Linked DNA regions of Zea mays: all the other regions are linked to region 2. A link is a contact called in public Hi-C data. All regions are on one chromosome and are shown on one strand. Each heading gives the region's core, a stretch centred on a gene start, on an enhancer-like site or on the middle of the called end of the contact. The rest is flanking DNA. Distances are from core to core; before and after follow the strand shown. Region 1 has its middle 50 kb from the start of LOC103633876. Region 2 holds the start of LOC100502214 (cyclin10). Region 3 has its middle 190 kb from the start of LOC100502214.

What was found. Hi-C and Micro-C count contacts between places; a contact is called where the count stands out from the background.
Region 1: a contact with region 2 is called in a Hi-C map of endosperm, with 4 times the contacts expected there. The contact joins the enhancer-like site here to the promoter of LOC100502214 in region 2. A contact is called at or near these places in 2 of 25 Hi-C or Micro-C datasets (endosperm and tassel).
Region 3: a Hi-C map of tassel shows a contact between it and region 2, with 3 times the contacts expected there. The contact joins the enhancer-like site here to the promoter of LOC100502214 in region 2. A contact is called at or near these places in 2 of 25 Hi-C or Micro-C datasets (ear and tassel).

What each region holds. Positions count from the first base shown.
Region 1 is chr7:50,685,504-50,688,328 of Zm-B73-REFERENCE-NAM-5.0, reverse strand. No RefSeq gene overlaps it. Among protein-coding and RNA genes, the nearest start is that of LOC103633876, 50 kb to the left of the region's middle. Within about 2 kb of position 1,263, at least 19 of the 20 cell types and tissues checked have an H3K27ac peak or open chromatin away from gene starts, as enhancers often do. A contact at or near this core is called in endosperm and tassel, where this site is marked.
Region 2 is chr7:50,883,009-50,885,708 of Zm-B73-REFERENCE-NAM-5.0, reverse strand. It overlaps LOC100502214 (cyclin10), which reads right to left and starts at 1,259. Exons shown (of 3, transcript NM_001196691.1): 1 at 328-1,259; 2 at 114-226; 3 at 1-10. The coding sequence starts at 991.
Region 3 is chr7:51,068,632-51,071,487 of Zm-B73-REFERENCE-NAM-5.0, reverse strand. No RefSeq gene overlaps it. Among protein-coding and RNA genes, the nearest start is that of LOC100502214, 190 kb to the right of the region's middle. Within about 2 kb of position 1,372, at least 9 of the 20 cell types and tissues checked have an H3K27ac peak or open chromatin away from gene starts, as enhancers often do. A contact at or near this core is called in ear and tassel, where this site is marked.

The sequences.
Region 1 (2,825 bases), core at 14-2,513, 200 kb after region 2:
TTCCACTAGCTTTCCTAATTAGTTAGCCAAGGGGTCCCATTCCTCCCTTGTGGTGGCACGTGTTTCTCAAGTTAAGCTCCATGTTCCAATTAAAATTTAATGATCTTGACATGAACATAAATAACATAACAGAATAATTGGAACATGGATATAATGAAATATTAATCCCAAAACCATATAAAGCAATAGCAAAACTACCCAAGTGATTCAGGGGTAAACAAGGTAAAAAGGATAAACAGACTAGGGTGACCTATTGGGTCCCATCAAAACTAGACCTATGCATTGAATAGTGATAATAAAGAATATAATATTATTGGGTAATAAAGTGGTCAAGGGCACAACTTGTCTGGCACTTGAGATTCCTGGTACCACTTGCTCTTCAAGTGACTCGTAACCTCGCTGCTAGTCGTAGCAATACAAACAAACATGGTATAGACAAAATCAACATCACACCAAACATAAGAATAAACTGCATAATAATAATCTACGCGTCGCTACGAGGTTGTGGGTTCAAGAATCACTAAAATCGGAGTTACAATTATGGAGTTATGATTTATGGGAGATCTATGTGATTTAACTATTAAACTATATTATAAGTTGATTAGTATACATCATATGAGAGACTGTTCTATAAATAATTAACTCAACATTAATCTAAGTCATTACTTGATTAAGGATCATCTTTTAGTCAAATCATAACCATAAAACCAGAATGCCATATTAACAAAGCTAATCCCAATAAACATAGATTAATCAATTAGTTACTTAATTATAGAAGTATGTGATATCGTATAATTAATGCTCCTACTGAGTAGTAAATATTTATATGAAACTAACGCAACTTGAATGGATTGAAACAGAGTTAACATGTATTAGTTATGATTTTCTGAAGTCTTTATGTGCTTGGTACAAAATTAATTGAGTGATCAATTCTAATGTGGCTTCCATGTTAAAACAAAGTTACTAGGTCATAAAAAATATAATTATAAAATTAATGCAATTGAATAGGTCAAAAATGAGTTAAAATGAGTTAGTTATGAATTAACCAAGTTTATGTAATTGTTTTCATTCTAGAAATCATTTTCTATTTTAAATCTTGTACTCCTCCAACGATTATGGACTGCGGACATAAAAATCCGAGAGCACAGGGGCCATTCTGAAAATATTAGGACTTAAGTTTAATACCTTAACACTACCCCTAGTCTGCGGGTTAATTCGTACAATGTACAAGGGCTCTTTAGCAACTCGGCAACGCGAAGAGGTACCGGGGACTCAGAGCCGTCCGATCTAGATCCGGTGGCCCAGATTAGATCTCCACTTTAACGACGCAATCTATGACAACGACCCATGGATCACAGATCCACAGTCCACAACGAACGCTACACCAGCACCATTGGTTCGAGAATCAACCGCCCAGATTTAAAATTCCTAGATCGATTCTCGCACACAAGATCCGCATCGGACGGCCGAGGCTACCCATCCATGGATCCAATCCCCACCCTTGATTTCAAAATCTATCGCTCCCCATGTGTCTTCTACCTTCTCTTGGAATACGCAAGACTGCGCCAACATCAAGTGACTCGGCCCCGTTGACTTGGAGGAGGGGGAATTCTCACCGTTGAAGGAGGCAGGGGATGGCCGACGACGAAGCGCGAGTCACGGTGCTGCGCAACCCTAGCGCAGATGAAGTTCTTCGGCTGCGGCCCAGTGCTTTGTCCATGGCGATGGCAACCCTTCTCTCCCCAATCTCACGTCGCGGACGCTCGATGTAGCCCTCTTCTTCTGACACCGTAGCGATGGCGATGGTGCTCGCAACGCGATGCGGACCGGCGACGACGCCCAACTCCGGCAACTGGTTATGCCCGCCGTGGACCAAGCCCCCGAGTAACCATGCAGACCCCCAAACGGCGAGGGCGTCGTCTAGTTTGGCCCTGCCCCGCACGGCAACTGGGAGCCGCGGCAGCGCGACCGCGAGTGACAAGAGCGGGCGCACACGAGTTGCGTCATGGAGGTGCGCGGGGCCTTACTGCAAGCAGGAGGGGACGGAGGCGCAGGTGCGCCATGGCGAGCGCACCACCGCAGTCGGCGTGTAGCAGAGGTGGCACGCGGAGGATCCAGGGCCCACCGGCTTCCACTGCGCCTAGAACGTGGTTGAGAAGACGCCCGCCGTGCGCGGTCGTGCCGACGGCCGTAGATCGCCCTCCCGGTCATAGGGGTCCACCACCATGGCTAGGAAACAAGGGAGACACGGGAGTCGAGTGCCGAGGGGAAAAGGGGCGCCCGGCTACTAGCCATGGGTTGGGCAAGGCGGCCGTGGAGTTTAGGCTTTATATCCCGAGTGGAACACGCTGATCTCGCGACAAATCGGTCAGGCGCCCGCAGTATTCACGCAGGGATCGCAGCGGCTGTTGCGAGCGTTTTGGGGAAGGAAGTACTGACAAGTCGGCCCCACAAGTCAGAGAGCCACCCGGCCAACAGCGAGGAAGCTGCGCGCACGCGTGGTTGGAGTAGGCTGCGCGGTGTGCGGCTGGCAGGTAGGGTCCGCGTGTCAGCCGGCTTTGGTGGGCGCGGGTGGGCTGGTAAGGTGAATCGGCCGGAAGTGAAGCCCAATTCGGTTCCTTATTCTCTTTTTTTCTATTTCTATTTCATATTTTCATTTCCCATTTCAAGCCTAAGTTTGATTCTGAATTTCAAACATATATTAGATGCATCAAACAGAAATCTTAGCATGACAATGCAGGTATACATTATATATTTATTTATATTGATTCCTTTGTTCATGCCACAAAACATATAATTCAAGAAAACATGGTTTATGTAAAATG
Region 2 (2,700 bases), core at 10-2,509:
CGGTCTCGTCCTGCGATGCGTCCAATGGTTGGTAAGCAACGCGGTCTCACAACAAGAAGGATGCAGCAACCTACAGTGCTACCGCTGATGCTATAGCATTGCGCTGCGCTGACCTCGGGGGCATTGATGAGCGCGAGCAGCTCCGAGTCGTCGTCGCCGCCGCCGGCTGTGGTGAGCAATGCGGCGGCGGCCCACGCCGAGGGCCGGTGCCGAGGCCACCTCCAATCTGCCATATTTTTTTGGAATATAAAAAACAAGTCTTTGGCACGGAAATGCAACAACGCTACGTTGGCTGGAAGCCTGGAACTCGCGAGGAGAAGCACGCACCGGCCATGACCGCGAGCAGGACGGCCTCGCAGTTGCGTAGGCGCATCGCAGCGTCGGCGAGGACAGGCTGGAGGTAGGAGAAGGGCGTGACAGGGTGCATCCGCCACCCTAGCGCGGAGAGAACGAGCAGCTCCATCCGGCGCACCGTCTTGGCCTCGAACACGTCCGCGTCCGCTGCGTCAGCGTCGGAGCTGGCGGCGGCGCAGAGCTGGAGGTCGAGGAGCAGCGGCACGCGCGTTTCCTCGACCTTGGCGGCGAGCGCGACACAGGCGACGGCGGCGAGGCGCGACATCCAGGGCTGGTCGCCGAGACGGAGCGCGCCCCCGGGGAGGAAGCAGCGGTCCAGGTAGGCGGCGGACAGCGCGGAAGTGAGCGCAGAGAAGCCCAGCCGTGCCGCGGCGCGTGACGCCCAGCCGACTGCGGCCTCCCGGCCTGCCGAGCCGCCGTACCCATCCTCCTCCCCATCACCCGCCAGCACCACCCCCTCCTTGTCCCGGAGCGCCTCGAACAGCGCCGGCAGCTCGTCGTCAAGAGCCGCCGGTTGCTGCTGTCCGCGCTGGTCCTGCCACTGCTCGTCCACAACCTCGACGGGTCCTTCGTGGTACAGATCGAGGTGCTCCTCCGGGCAGTAGAGGGGGTCGAACAACGCGGCGAAAGCTGCCATGACTTATTCACTGCTAGGATAGGTAGGCCCGATGGAGAGAGCGAGCGATGGGAGAGCTCAGGCCACGGCGGCGGAGGAGGAAGATGAGAGCGGCGGCGGCGGCGGCGGCATCGCCTCTTCCATGGTGTGAGGTTGCGGCGAGGAAAAAATTCGTCCTTTTTCTCGGTCTATGCAGTGGCGTGGGTAGTGACGAGGCGAAGGCAGAGCAGAATCCGAAGTGGAGAGGAGGGAAAGCGTGGTTTTATTGAGGTTTGAGAGGAGAACAGGAGATAGAAAGAGAACGGGGAGGGAGAGGGAGGAGCGAGAGAGAGAGAGTGACACGCATGCAAAACAGCGGCTTCTTTAGTGCTGCGGCGAGCGGCGTGGTGAGGAGGGCCGTCCAGGGCTTTGATTTTTTGGGCTTCCCTCCAACATCTTTTTGGGTTCCCCAGACAGGAGCAGCGACACGCAGCAGCTGCACTGCACTCTGCACACTAGTGCCTCTCCATCCGTCTCTTGAATGACCGGTGAGTAAGGTCTTTTCGTGCCTAGCCTACTTGGTCTACTGCTCCAAACACATGGACAAACTAGCACTTAGTTGTTGTCCTAGTTCTCTCTAAATTTTTCCCATATATCATTTTTTTAAGTCACATCATAAACATTTTATCTTATTTTTTATCTTCCACACCGGTTCCCTCTATATTTTCTCCCTATACCCACTATAACTATAAAATATCATTATCTAACCATATTCATCATCTATTATCATTTTTTCTTCACTTATTAAAAAAGCACCGTACGAATGAACAGTGAATAAAGGGATGGCGGCCTCACGCTGGCTGTGGCCGTTTCCTATTCACATCTGCTGGCTAGAGGGTCTTGTAGAGGACGTCGTTGCAGCCGTGGAGGGCTCCTGTAGCCGCCAGATCAAGGGGAGGGGGCGGCCTGGCGTACGTGGCTGTTGACAGCCTTAGGCTCCAACTAGGGCTTGTACAACATTGAGCACTTTAATCAGTTTTCTGCTGACAAAAGACAGCTAAGGTCATTTCCATTGAAAGTTTTATTGCACAGTTTTCAAAAGTGACACACCAAATTTTATCTATAAAATCGTGTATCTTAAGTTTCATTTAGATAAAACCTTCTCTTCTATCATAAAACTCTATCTCTCTCATCATAAATATCGTGTTATATCATAAATATGGTGATATGTTATCTAAGTTAATAAAAATGAAACTATGATAAAACTCTCACTAAAATGGTCTAAGGGACAATAATATAATCCTAAATCTGAAAATCACACACACACACACACACACACACATATATATATATATATATATATATATATATATATATATATATATATATATATATTGTATACTAGGTGAGTGCCCGTGCGTTGCAACGGGGACATATAATACCATGATAACTTATATACAAAATGTGTGTTATACTGTTATAAGAAAATGTTATTGGTGGCAAGGACTGACGAGGATTGGGTGGCGAAGTGATGTTTAAGACAATTTTAGAACTGACGAGGATTGGATGGGATTGGCACTGATGTTCTTGCTGGTGCACATTGTGAAGCAATGGATGTTGTTGCTGTTTTGGATTCCTCTACTTCAAGTCTGAATTTGGGATTTTCAGATCCTACAACTATTAATGGAACTGAGGTTAGATCCATACCATTAGTTGTTTAATTTGTAGCACATTTGTACCTATCGGTTTAG
Region 3 (2,856 bases), core at 123-2,622, 190 kb before region 2:
TACCCACCACTCCTTCCGATACGTTGTGTGAGAGAAGGGAGGTGTGGGGGAAAAAGAAAAGAGAAAAGCGAAGGGGCATTCTGGTGATTTGCAGATATGTACGGTGATATTAGGTAGGGATACAAACATCACATTATGAAATACTAGTACAATATTCACGTATTGTGATGGTACGCCATTTATATTTGATGGTACAATATATCAGTTGTGTTAAGCCAGTGTGAAACATTCTCTCTAAAAAAATTGAAATTAAAGTGGACATATGATCTATATATCATATATTAATCAGCCATATTATCTTAGCCAAAATATCGAGAAAGATGAGTTCAAAATATGACATGTCTTTTTTTTATAACTTGTTCGGTCACTTATTTTCCTTTAGCTAACGAGACTGTACTATCCTAAAATGTTGTGGGACGTGTGGCTTCGTGTCATATTGGATTTAAGTATTTTCTCACAGCCTATCTGAGAAGTAATAGACTAGTTGTTATACAAGATGCGAAGAGAGAATCGTATCTATTCCATGCGGTTCGCGCGTAGCGGGCACAAAAAAAATTGTGATTTAAACGAGTAGAGAACAGTTAGCTTGCTAATTTTAGGCACGAAGTTAAGGAGAAAAAAGAGTTCAATGAAATGATTTCTTGGATAAGAATTGTCTATACCAAAACAAGATACGAAGAGATACTGTACATTGTACATTGTAGAGGGTGTTTAGTTTCTAGGACTAACTTTTGGTCCGTCAAACAAACACTTCCGTAATCCAGCAGAAAATAAGTTATGGTAAACAAGCTGACCGTACGTACGTTTAAATGATGGAAGAATTATTAGTACTAACTCGTACCCGTAGCAATAAAACCTCGATCCATTTTATTGATGGCCGGCCGGCTGGTACAGCTCCTTCCAGCCAATCCGCGTGACTAAGGGGATGTTTGGTTTTTAGGGACTAATGTTTAGTCTCTAGATTTTATTTTATTTTAATTTTAAAATTACTAAATATAGAAACTAAAACTTTATTTTAGTTTCTATATTTAGCGATTTATACACTGAAAATGAATAAAATAAAAGGACTAAACATTAGCCCATAGAAACCAAATACCCCGTAACTAGAGAGACGTTCGATCGGAAGGCGTGAATGTACGTCTGGGATGCTCCTTGAAAGGGGAAAAAACACAAATGAAAAATACAACAAAGACGACTAGTATTATCTGTCCAAGGTGATCTGAAGACGTCCCTGTTTTGTTTTGTTTCTTTGAACTGAAGAAGCGCGTGTTCCGCTGGGGTTGGTTTGGCTTTTTAGTGCAGAGGGAGGGAATGCCTGTAGTGTGGCTAGCGATGCTGCAAGCAAGAGCAAAACCTGTTGCACGGCAGCACACGGGCTACACCAGCAGGGGAAGCTGCAGGCCACTCGCCGCGGCCTCTGCAAAGGCACGCACGGTGGGTCATTTCCTTGTATGCCCAGCAGTGCCCACCATCGACCGACGGATCAATCAGGACCTGTCTGTCGTGCAACTGCAACTGCACGCAATGCAACGCATGGTCATGTCACCAGAACATGAGACGGCAAATGATGAGCACGCCAAGGAGACGAGGAGACGCACTGTAATGGATTCGGATGTAATTAGATCCGAACTATCCGTGTTCACTTAAAATGCTAATATGTATATTTATATTCGATTTTTAATATAGATATTAAATAGATGTATCTGAATTCGATTTCTAGTTTTTTCTCTATCCGTATCAAGATTCGTATTCGACAAAATCGTGGAATATCCAATACTACCCGTGTTTGAGAAGTAAAAAAATATTACATGAAATCATTAAAAATTTATTTTATTACGAATTACTAATTACATATGTTTTTATTTTTCATAATATGGTAGAAAAATTATATACACCATCTAAATTTAAAGTATTAAAAATTTGTGTCGGACACCCAGCAATAGGGCGACCAAGGAAAGCCGGAAAAACTCCCTAAGAACGGCCCCTCCGACCAAGTCCTCCGTCGAGCAAATAAGCGAGGCGAAGCAGACAACCAAGTACTCCACCAAGCAAGTCTGCGAGGCGGAGCATACGACCAAGTCTCCCCGTCGAGCAAGTCTGCGAGGCGAAGCGGGCGACCAAGTGTCCCACCGAGCAAGTCTAAGCGTTGAGCCAGAGCCGCAAGTGTACCTCGACCCCGGCAGGTGATGAGACACGAACACAACTCTCCTGTCAGGGACAACCTCAGCATCGGAACTGGCCTCTACAGTGGCAGGTATGGAAGAAACAACAAGACAGGATGCCATATCGAATAAACCAATCCACACGCGCGAAAGGACATCGAGCCCACAATGGTGAAGGGGGACCATGCCGTATTAGTCGAGTCCTAGGCTTACACCATGGGGCCGGCCACGCATCACCATGAGTACGTCAGCCATGAACCCGCCGGAGGGACAGGAACAAGAGGACGATCAGCACTACACTAGAGTAGGGTGCGAACCCAAACCGGTACCTAAATCTTATATTATAGACCCTGTACTCTTTGGAATTGGTGCTGCAGTCCAAATGAGACCTGAGGTTTAATAAAATAAATCAGAAAATTGTTTGAATATAGAAAATAAATCCTAAAACTTAATAAATCCATAACTTCTTTGTTTTAACTCCAAATTGATCTGTTCCAGTTGCGTTGTACTCATATTAATACTGTTTACAATTTAGTAACCTTATTTTATTATGCAACATGTTGTCAAAAAACACTTAAATTGTTTAGCCTATGTTTATCAAACTAACTTGTCCAAACACAGAAACATTCAAAAAATCACATCCTTATAACCGTAGCTCTGATTTTAGTGGTTCTCGAACCTACGATCTCGTTGC